Linked DNA regions of Mus musculus: region 1 is linked to region 2. Evidence: chromatin contacts called from public promoter capture Hi-C data. All regions are on one chromosome and are shown on one strand. Each heading gives the region's core, a stretch centred on a gene start, on an enhancer-like site or on the middle of the called end of the contact. The rest is flanking DNA. Distances are from core to core; before and after follow the strand shown.

Region 1 (5,983 bases), core at 1,163-3,662, 240 kb before region 2:
AATTACTTATTCTTATTTTATGTACATTGCTGATTTGACTGCATGCATGTCTGTGTGAGGGTGTCAGATCCCCTGGGACAGGAGTTACAGACAGTTGTGAGCTGCCATGTGGTTCCTGGGAATTGAACTCAGGACCTCTGGAAGAGCAGACAGTGCTCTTAACCACTGAGCCATCCCTCTAGCCTCTCTACATTTTTTTTTTTTTAATTAAAGACAACATTTAGCCATGTAGCCCAGGCTAGCTTCCAGCTCCTGATCCTCCTGCTTAAACCTCCATTAAAGCTGGGATAACAGGTGTGTGTTATAGCCTGGCTCAGGGGTGATTTCTTCTGAAATAGCCTTGGGCAAATCCTTTGTCTTATAAAGGAAGACAGCATTTGGGTTTGCAGCCTACTACTACGCTGTCATTTTAACTTAGTTGCCTCTTTAAAGGTCATTTATCCAAATACAGTCACATTGTGGAATACTTAAGGGTTAGGGCTTCAACATGAATGGAACAGGGTCACACGGTTCATCTGTAAGTAGAGAGATGGGCTCTCAGTCATGCTCCCCCCAAATCTTGGGGTTGTTCAGGGAAGCAGGCATTGCCCTCAGGAAGTAAAGTGAGCCAGGAAACACAAACGTGCAGGCACAGGCACACATGTGCATACATGTGTGAATGTGCACATGTACACACATGCACACATGGGCACACATGCATTTGCACACAGGGACAATCACATATATACATACACATATATTGTACACATTCGCTCTCTCTCTCACACACATGCAGGAACATGTGTGAGTGCTCACTTGAGGACACCACACACACACACACACACACACACACACCAGGAAGGAAATGATTACAAGTTCTGTCTGAGAGAGATTTAGCAGCCAACTCCAGAGGAGAAACAGAAGCAGAAATGTGAGAGAAAGTGCCAGAGAAATGGGGGTGGGGGGGTAATCCTCAAAGGGGACAATTGCCTGTAAGAAGGACATGAGTGTCTAGGTTGGGGCAATGTGTGAATGCTGTGTTCAGCAGACCCAGGTCTCCACCAAGCTGCCAGCTGTGGCCTGGGCTCATGTGACCAAGACAGGGCCATCTCAAGCCATGTGGGATGGGTTTGGGATGGCTTTGTAGGCTGTCTTTATTGGTGAGTGTCACCCTGCTGGGTATGGGGCACAGGATGGTTGGGTTTCTGGCCAGAGGGCTGTTGTGTCTCCAGGAAGCGCCACAGGCCTGTCAGTCACAGTATTGTCAGCTCCTGCCTGGAGGCTTCAGAACAGGACTCAGCTTTCCAAAGTGCGACTCCACTGGCCTGCTGCTGTGTTTCTCCAGTGTTACCTTGTCTCCAAGATCCCATCTCGGTCTTTGAGATTTGCTTTCAGGCCCTGGGACCCTGTGTCCAACCGGCTCCCCATGCGCAGCCATTTCTGACACTCTTCCTAGGGATCCCGTACTTCAGTGGTACTCTGCCTGCCCATCGTGTTTTCTCTTGACATTTTGGCTGAGGGGTGTATTCCGGAGCCACTGTGTTATATCTGTCTCCCTCTCTATCTCCTCAGGTATGAAGCGGCCACTGAGCCCACCCCCCTCAGGTGAGAAGGAGCCCCCTACAACTGCAGCATCTGAGTGCCCCCCTCACTCTCCAGAATCATCGAAGCCTAAGCGGGAAAGGAAACGACCCTCCTACACGCTCTGCGATGTCTGCAACATCCAGCTGAACTCTGCAGCCCAGGCCCAGGTGCATTGTGGGGGACGCGCCCACCAGCGAAGGCTTCGGCAGCTCAGCCTGGGCAAGACCTCCACGGGGCCAGGTCAGTGTGGAGTGGCGCTGAGCTTAGGTCCCCTCCTATAAACTGGCTTTGGGTCCCTTTAAGGGACCTTGGGTCTGTGGCTTCCCTCTGTGGTGCTGTCAGGTTTTATTTTAAAACCTGGTAATGGAGCCGGGCTGTGGTGGCGCACGCCAGCGCTTGGGAGGCAGAGGCAGTCTGAGTTCGAGGCCAGCCTGGTCTACAAGAGTGAGTTCTAGGACAGCCGGGGCTACACAGAGAAACCCTGTCTTGAAAAAAAAAACAAAAACAAAAACAAAAAACAAAACAAACAAACAAACAAAAAAAAACCCAAACCTGGAAATGTAGCGCGGTGGTATGGCGCTTGCCTGGCATGTCCTCTGGATTCCACAAAACCAAAGGAGGTTTGTTTTGCTTCTGACAAGCTTTCCATGGGATCCCTTGGGTTTTGAGAGTCTCGAGGTCTCCTCTGGAGGTCTCTTCAATTCTAGGCGCTCTCCCTGTGGAAGTGTTTGAGATTAGGACATTTATAACGTTGCTCCAGCCTGCAGCGTGTTCCATACTCCTGCTTCTCTGGCCGGGAGTCAGACAGTTTTCATAGCACTCCAACTGAGAACAACAGGAGGTCCCTCTTCCTGTGGCAGCTGGACTCTCTGCCAGGATTTCTGCCTCTCCCTGCCTGGGGTGACTTTGCATGGAGGAGGGTAGGGGCTGGGGGTGGGGTGGGGGGAAGATTGGCTCCCAGCGCTGTAGGGGCATCTGGCTACAGTGCAGTTTCTGGGGGAAATGGGTGACTGCTTCTGTGAAGATGATGCCTGTTGACAGACACGTGGGGGTCACGCGCTGCAGGCTGGCAAGGAAGGCTGAGCCACAAAAGCCTAGGAGGGAGAGGCAGGAGGCATCAGTACCCCAGATCTTGGGGGTGGTTCAAGAAACCCACCTTGCAGCCCGGCAGGGTAGTTTTGCCAGAGGCTGCCCTGAATCTTGAGAGTGCCTAATCTTTGGATGACATTTCTATAGTGCCCCCAGAGCATGGTGGAAGTTGAGACATACCCTCAGGGACACAAAGGCCTCGGAGAGAGAGTAATGGTCACAGGACAGGTGAGGGGCATTTCAGGCTGAGGTCATGTCCCTAGCAAATGACAGGAAGACTCTTTTATCAGCATTAACTCCTTCGAGGAGGCACTTAGAGCTGGATTTCCAAGACTGTGACTGAGTAAATTTTATGGATTACTGTTTCTGGAGCACGTAGGATGGGGAGGTGTGTGTGGGATGGGTTAAAAAGTCTTCCATTTCAACTGGGTGGGTGGTGTATTCTTGTAATCTGGAGGCTGAGGCAGGGTGACTGTAAATTTAAGGCCAGCTTGGTTTACATAGCAAGGTTTTTTTTTTTTTAAAAGTCATACATTTATTCATCAAATATTATATATATCATATATATTAAATATAATTTTTTAATCTATGAGGTTCAAGCTGCTGTTCAGGTGGCTCACATTTTAAAAAAAGATTTATTTATTTATTTATTTATTTATTTATTTATTTATTTTATGCATATGAGTACAACACCATTGTTCTCTTCAGACCCACCAGAAGAGGGCACCAGACCCCATTACAGAAGGTTATGAGCCACCACGTGGTTGCTGGGAATTGAACTCAGGATCTCTGGAAGAACAGTCTGCATAGCCATCATCTTTCCATCCCTGGTGGCGGGGGAGGGGCAGGGGAAGGGGGCTCACATTTTTTTTTTTTTTTTTTTTTTTTTTGGTTTTTCGAGACAGGGTTTCTCTGTGTACCCCTGGCTATCCTGGAACTCACTTTGTAGACCAGGCTGGCCTCGAACTCAGAAATCCACCTGCCTCTGCCTCCCAAGTGCTGGGATTAAAGGCATGCGCCACCACGCCCAGCGGGGGCTCACATTTTTAAGGCTTTCAAATATGCTTCCCCCCCCTCAAAAAAAAGCTATCTAAGTAACTCTATGTAAAGATACGCTTATTCTCAGGTAATGAAAGCGAAAGGAACGCCAAGAACCCAGAAGACAGCTGAGGATCTCAAATTCAAGGCCAGCCTGGGCTCTGGAGAGGGTTCAAACACAACCTGGGCAACTTAGTGAGTCCTGTCTCCATAACAAATGTAACAAAGATTAGGGATATGGATCAGAGGTAGAGCTCTTGCCCAGCATGCCTGAGACACCCCAAGTTCAATCCCTAGTACCAGAGGGAAAGAGTATGGGGTGGGGGAGAAGATATCAGAAGAGGGGACAGTGAGTGAGCCGATAGAAGAACCCAGAGACGCTCAAGAACTGTGACACTGACGTTGGATCCCAGAGGAGTAAGGGTCTCATGGGCAGAGTCATAGCTAGAGCTTGGTACAGGGACCAAAAGCTCTCAGCCTCCCGGGCAGTGGCCAGTGGAGCCTTGTGTAGGGTATGGGCTGGACTTGGTTGAGTTAAGCTGGTATCCCCTACAGGGCAGGGGCCTTCCTACCAGGTGAGCCTTGGCCTTTGAGTCTCACAGTAGCATTGTGGGCAGGAGTATGTGCTATTTCATATGTCCCCAGCAGAGGACAAAGGTGAAATTTAGGAATAGGTAGTTAAGAGAGTGGGTAGGAAATCAGTTTCTGGAGGCCTTTGTGTAGCGGAACCAAGGGAGAGAGAGGAGGCATGGATGACTTCAGCTAGGCAGGCTCTTGGAGAGATGGGGGAGGGGGCGGGGAGGAGAAAGGTAGGGTGGTTCAGTTGTTAGAGAGAGAGGTGCCAAAATGGGAAGAGGGTCAGTGTTGGTGGGGTTGGTTTGGGAGGTCACCACATTCGGAGTCACCAGGAAATGTGATGCCTAGCACTCCCCTCTAGATTGTTAAACATTAGGTCAATTAAGTCACTATGTATCCAGGGTGTGTCTAGGAATCAGAGGCCTTAGGCAGGCCCAGTGCAAGCCCAATGTAAGATGCTGAGACACCCTCAGAGGCATGCTTGGTGTCTGCTCCTGGGCACTTGCAGCTGGGCAGGGGAGGCAGATACAGAGCCAGACCTTCCCATTGGCCACATCGAGAGGTATGAGCAGCGTCTCACCATCCCATAATAGGTGGGAAAGGGTGACTGCTGTGCTTAAGACCCGAACACAAAGCCACAGATTTCCAGTAGCTGTGTGGTTCAGAAGCACCAGGAGGAGGAGCTGCCATCTTCACTGCTCTGGTTAATTCTGGGCCTTCACCGGGCCCTGGGCCTCTTCTGGATAGAGAGATGCTAGCTAGCAGCCGCCCGTGGTAGATGTCAGTTGGGCTTTGAGTCCTGCTAAAAACTGGTTCCAGGCTGTTGTAAGATTGGGCTGGGGCCACTGGAGCACCCTAGGGAGGTGGAGAGATCCTCATCTAGTTCAGGGAAGTTTGGAGTTTTTTGGGGGGGTGTGCGTGCCAGGGACCCTCAACCAGCTGCATAATTCCTTGGCACTTGAGGTCTGAGATGCCACACCACACATGGAGACCCGAGGCCTTTGTCTCTTGGAGCCAGGAGCTTGTTCCCTGGGAGCTGTCACTTTGATTAAGGTCCTGTGGGACTAGAGGCTTCCATAGTGACAGGCCGTCACAGGCAGTGAAGCCAGGACCCTTTCCGGTTTTCCTTCCTGAGGTGGTATGTAGGAGGAGCTACAGAGGTAGGGGGCTTTTCTCCCCTGGGCTTCCTCTCTTAGCTTAGGTCAGAGGTCTCCTTCCTCAGCCACACCCAGCTTCTGGAGTTCTCGCAGCCAAACCTGGGACGCTTCATCATCTCCACCTCTTGGTATTTTCCTGAGACTCCTGCCACACGACTGTAGGAATGTGTCTTGGGCTGTCCTTTACTTCCACATTTCAGGAGTGGTCCCTGGGAACCCCGAGCTGTGTGGCTAAAGCCAGTGACCCTACTCACCACACCCTAAACTACTTGAATCCATTCTTCAACATCTGCAGACACAAAAAGTGTAGGCACAGCTTCCTGGCTCGAATCCAGTTGTTGTGGGCAGCACAGGGAGTTGGGACACCTACATGAGGAGCTGTGGCCTTCTGCTGTCCCATCCTGAGCATTGCTATAGAACCAAACTGCTCACTAAGCTCTTAGACACCCAGCAGGAAGCCCCACCACCACCACCCCACTCAGATCAGGCAGATGATGATGTTCAGCCTTCACTTTACACACCGGACTGTGGGGGCTCAGAGAGAATAGCATCCCCAAAGC
Region 2 (5,268 bases), core at 2,134-4,633:
ATTTGTAGTACTAGCTGTCCTGGAACTTTCTATGTAGCCAAGGATGACCCTAAACTTAGGTTCTTCCTGCCTCTGCCTCCTGGGTGCTGGGATTACAACTGGGATGCTGGAACTACACTTCCAGCCCCAAGAATGGGATATTAATCCTTTTAAAAAGATGTATGTCGGGCTGGAAAGATGGCTCAGCGGTTAAGAGCACTGACTGTTCTTCTGAAGGTCCTGAGTTCAAATCCCAGCAACCATATGGTGGCTCACAATCATCCGTAATGGGATCTGACTCCCTCTTCTGGTGTGTCTGAAAACAGCTACAGTGTGCTTATATATAATAATAATTAAATCTTTGGGCCGGAGTGAGCAGGGCTAGAGGGAGTAGGGCCGACCGGAGTGAGCAGAGGTCCTGAATTCAATTCCCAGCAACCACATGATGGCTCACAACCATCTGTACAGCTACAGTGTACTCATATACATAAAATAAATAAATATTTTAAAATATGTATGTGTGTATGTATGTATGTATGTATATGAGTGTTTTGTCTGTATGTCTCTGCACCATGTGCATGCCATGTCTGGTGCCTAAGAAGGGCAGAAGAGGGAGTCAGATCCCCTGGAACTGGAGTTACAGATTGTTACAAGCCACCATAAGAGTTTTCAGAACAGGGGCTGGTGAGATGGCTCAGTGGGTAAGAGCACCCGACTGCTCTTCCGAAAGTCCGAAGTTCAAATCCCAGCAACCACATGGTGGCTTACAACCATTCGTAATGAGATCTGACTCCCTCTTCTGGAGTATCTGAGGATAGCTACAGTGTACTTACATGTAATAAATAAATAAATCTTAAAAACAAACAAACAAACAAACAAACAAAAAAAAAAAACAAAAAGAGTTTTCAGAACAAAAACCAGGTCCTCTGCAAGAACAAGTGGTGAGCCATCTCTCCAAGGCTGGGAGATTCTATTTTGGTTGAAGATATCCAAGGACTAAAAAAGTTTTCCAGTTTCAACATTTAGAAACTGTGCCCAAGACAGGCTTAAGAAGTCCCCACCAGGTAAGATACCCCCAGCTCCCATCTCACTATTGCTGGAAGGCTGAGCATGGTGGTACACGCCTTTAATCTTTTTTTTTTTTTTTTTTTTTTTTTTTTTGGTTTTGGTTTTTTCAAGACAGGGTTTCTCTGTGTAGCCCTGGCTGTCCCTTTGTAGACCAAGCTGGCCTCGAACTCAGAAATCCACCTGTCTCTGCCTCCCAAGTGCTGGGATTAAAGGCGTGCACCACCACCACCCGGCCCACACCTTTAATCTTAGCTTGGGAGACAGGTATGCCAATCTCTGTAAACTGGGACCAGCCTGTTCTACATAGTGATTCTCAGGGCAGCCAGGGCATCCTGTCTCAAATAGGGAGGCTGGAGGATGTCTCAGAGTTTAGAGCACTTGTCACACTTGGCAGAATATGTGAGTTCAAGTCACAGCACCAACATGGTGGCTCACAGCCATCCAGCCCTCTTCTGACTTCCTCCAACATGAGGCATGCCCCCAGTATGCATACCTACATTTAGGCAAAAGATTCATAGACATAAGATAAATCTCTTCCAAAGGCTACTTACTGGGCTGTGCTCCCAGCTCTCTTCCTCATCTGCCCACAGGGCAGGCTTTATGTCTGGTCTATTTCCTTTACAGCGCTATATAAAAGCCAATGGTACTGGATGGTGGTGGTGCACACCTTTAATCCCAGCACTTGGGGGCAGAGGCAAGTGGATCTTCGTGAGTTCAAGGTCAGCATGAGTTTCCTAACAGTCAGGGCTACACAGAGAAACCTTGTCATGATCCACTCCTCCACCCCCTTAACAAAACAAAACAAAAAACCAATGCTGAGCACAAAGTTTCTATGAGTTAAACACCATCAGACTTATGGTTGTGCCAGAGTCTACGCCAATTATGTCCTGAACCCACTGGAGGCCTGGAGGTCCTGTGGAAGTCACTGTCATTCATTGTCACCATTCAAACCTGAGGATGTAGGTAGTGTTCCCATCCCATGTTTCAGACAAGGGAAGTTAAGACTCCTCCTCTGTCACAGCCCGAATTTAAACCCAGGGCCTTACAAATATGGAGATGGCATTCTTATCCACTGTACCAAAAAATCTCCCTCCAGAGTCATGACCACTAATTGCCTGTGGGCTGAACTGTCTATTTCAGAGAGGAGACCGAAAGGCAACTTGTCTTTGTGGTGTAGAGTTTCAAGTGTGATAGGGCCTGAAGTATACCTTGTAGCCTGGAAAGAGGCTGCCACACAGCTCTGATCTGCCCCCCAAAACCAACGGGTATCTGTCTGGCCGACCAAGGTCCTGGATCAGAATGGAAGATGCTGGTCCCGTCAAGCCAAGGCTGGCATTGGAGCGTGGTGTTGGCTGCTAAAGCTAAGATGGAGGAACTGAGTTCCCAGAGGCTTGGAGAAGGAGGCACTAAGAGTCCCCAGGATGGCATGTCAGACTTTGTGACACGTGGACAGTTTGGTCACGGCACCAGCTATGGTCTACCCCCAAATTATAATGCCCACTCTGCTTAAGACCCTCCCTAGCTGCTCTAGGGCCCTACACCCTCAAGGAAATGTTATTTCTCCAGTCTCCAACCACAAAGGCATAGAAAACTGGAGAGAGAAATAGACAGGGAGCCAGAGTGTGTGCAAAGGGAGGCGGCACCAGGCAGACCATCCATCCACTCACTTCAGGGTTTACGTGTAGTAGGCACAGTCTCTTTGCCCTCTAAGATTGCGTGCCAGGGTACCATTTGTGTTTAAGTTATGGTAAGTATATGTGGCGCTTCACCTGAGCATCAAATATTCCAGGGGGCTAGGAGGGGGTCGTGGGCGGGGGCGGGAATATTTTAGGAATTGAAAATTTGGTATTGAAGATAGGAGGCATCCTTTGAGGTGCTCTCCCCAGGATGCTGTTTGTGGCAAAGGATTATGAAAGCACTACAGGAATGCAAACCTTAGAAGGGGCAACATTCTCTGGAAGCTCAGGAAAGTGGTGCTGAGTCCGGGAGTGCCCAAGCTCTTACCTGGAGTCAAACTTTTTCCCGTCTTCGAAAGTGCCATTGTAGTGGTAACGCACAAAATCCCCCATCTGCACTTCTCGGGGACAGGCCCGAGGGATGTGGTATCTCTCGATGACCACATCTTCCAAGGGGGCTCCGGCCGGGCTGGCACGGCCCAGTCCCCTCTCCAAGGTCTGTAGAAGCAACAGCAACGGCAGTATGCGGAGCCGATGGAGGGTGTGGCTGGAGGACCCCACAAGGAACATGGTGCCCAGACCAGGGACGCCGGCAGTGAGAGCGGACGCCAGCCGCTAGCCTCCTTCCCCCTCCTCTCAGAGCTGACTCCCCCCCTTCCTGTCCTCTCTCCCCACCCCGCCCTGGCGGGTCCACGTGGAATGGGGGCTGGGGAGAATGAGCTGGCCGGGCAGGGTGATGTTTTATGGTGAACTAGGAGGTGGGGGCCAGGTTGAGAGTCTCTGGAGTCCAAGGAATTTGCCACAAAGATCTCTGAGTCTCCCTCCCCCAAAACTCCATCCGGGACTGAGACCCGGGGCCTGGCCCAGAGGGAGGTTCGGGAAAGATGAGAAGTTGGAGTGGACTTCCAAAATGAAAAAGTTTTTTCCAGAGTCTCTGGGTCCTAAAGCCTGTTGGAGGAATCTCTAGCTTTCCCTGGCACCCCAAATCTAGGCCCCTTCTGGTGCAGGTGAGGCTGTAATCTGAGGGCTATTTCAGTTCTACACACACACACACACACACACACACACACACACACACCCGCCCCAACTCTCCTCCCGCGAAAGGTTAGAGGAAAGGGGGGTTAGGGAGAATGTTCTCTAGGTGAAAGGTTGTTTTGTCCTGCAAAAGCCTGGCTGCACTGAAGACACAGGAATCTTGCTCCGGCGGGAGGCTGATGGTGTCAGTGCTAGGTGTGCGGGGTAACAAGAGGTGTGTACGCCTCGACGTCAGCGCGGGTGTTTACCGGGCCACCTAGGGGGAGCAGAGGAGACTCGAGGAGAAAAAGACCAGATTATGTGACTTCGTCCACTTTGCCTACGCAAAGGACAGAGGTGGCACTTAAGGGGGGGGGGGGGGACGACACTGCTGTGGGGAGGGGCTTTCTGGGCGTGAAACGTAGCCCCACCCACCCGTGTCTGCCAGGGAGGGCCAGTGGTGGTGTAAGCATTGCTAGTGGTCGAGGGCCAGCCCACGTAGTGGACTCGAGCGTCAACTGACGGTCCTAGAGAGGCATTCCAGCCTCCCGGCTCTAGCCTAGGGCCCGGCGCTAAGACCCAGCAGGAGCTCCGGGGGTTGGGGGTGGGCTGGGCTGGAGCCCGAGCTGGCTGGAGCCCGACGGTCGCCGGCTGCTCCGTAAGCCTCCGGGCGCGGTGCGGGCATGGCTCGCGGGGCGTGGGGGCTGCTGTGGCTGCTGCTGGGCAGCGCCGGGGCCCAGTACGAGAAATACAGCTTCCGAGGATTCCCTCCGGAGGACCTGATGCCACTGGCCACGGCCTACGGCCACGCTCTGGAGCAATACGAAGGCGAAAGCTGGCGCGAGAGCGCGCGCTACCTGGAGGCGGCGCTGCGGCTGCACCGGCTGCTGCGCGACAGCGAGGCCTTCTGCCACGCCAACTGTAGTGGCCCCGCCACCTCTCAGCCTCGGCCCGCGTCCGGCCCGGACGGCGACCACGACGGCGATGGCGAGGACTGGGCTCGCGAGCTGCGGCTCTTCGGTCACGTCCTGGAGCGCGCCGCCTGCCTGCGGCGCTGCAAGAAGACGCTGCCCGCCTTTCAAGTCCCTTACCCACCGCGGCAGCTGCTGCGCGACTTCCAGAGCCGCCTGCCCTATCAGTACCTGCACTACGCGCACTTCAAGGTGGGCGCGGCCGGGGCCGCCGTCGAGTTTCCCTAGAACGTGAGGCCCGCGGTGCGTCCGAGGCCCCCACTGACCCACTCCCCACGCTCCTCACCAGGCGAACCGACTGGAGAAGGCGGTGGCTGCGGCCTACACCTTCCTCCAGAGGAACCCCAAGCACGAGCTGACCGCCAAGTATCTCAACTACTACAGGGGGATGCTGGATATTGGAGATGAGTCCCTCACCGACCTGGAGGCCCAGCCCTACGAGGTGTGGAGAGAGTGGGAGGGATGGCTAGCCTTGGTACACCTTCCTACAACCTCTTCACCCAACACACACACACACACACACACACACACACACACCTTATGAGCCTTCGGGGTCTTCT

Evidence for each region. Promoter capture Hi-C pulls out the DNA fragments that hold promoters and counts their contacts.
Region 1: a contact with region 2 is called in a promoter capture Hi-C map of the HPC-7 cell line. The contact joins the enhancer-like site here to the promoter of Fkbp10 in region 2. A contact is called at or near these places in 8 of 39 promoter capture datasets (the C10 cell line, the HPC-7 cell line, embryonic stem cells and 2 more), 2 of 484 Hi-C or Micro-C datasets (both in embryonic stem cells) and 3 of 9 other capture datasets (adipose tissue, liver and pancreatic islet).

Annotation. Positions count from the first base shown.
Region 1 is chr11:100,653,195-100,659,177 of GRCm38.p6, reverse strand. Zfp385c (zinc finger protein 385C) reads left to right here. Exons shown (of 9, transcript NM_001373887.1): 2 at 1,552-1,803. The coding sequence starts at 1,554. Among named protein-coding and RNA genes, the nearest start is that of Gm38483, 17 kb to the left of the region's middle. Within about 2 kb of position 2,412, at least 15 of the 459 cell types and tissues checked have an H3K27ac peak or open chromatin away from gene starts, as enhancers often do. A contact at or near this core is called in the HPC-7 cell line, where this site is marked.
Region 2 is chr11:100,413,809-100,419,076 of GRCm38.p6, reverse strand. Fkbp10 (FK506 binding protein 10) reads right to left here and starts at 3,383. Exons shown (of 10, transcript NM_010221.2): 1 at 3,052-3,383. The coding sequence starts at 3,293. P3h4 (prolyl 3-hydroxylase family member 4 (non-enzymatic)) reads left to right here and starts at 4,361. Exons shown (of 8, transcript NM_176830.3): 1 at 4,361-4,900; 2 at 4,998-5,150. The coding sequence starts at 4,421.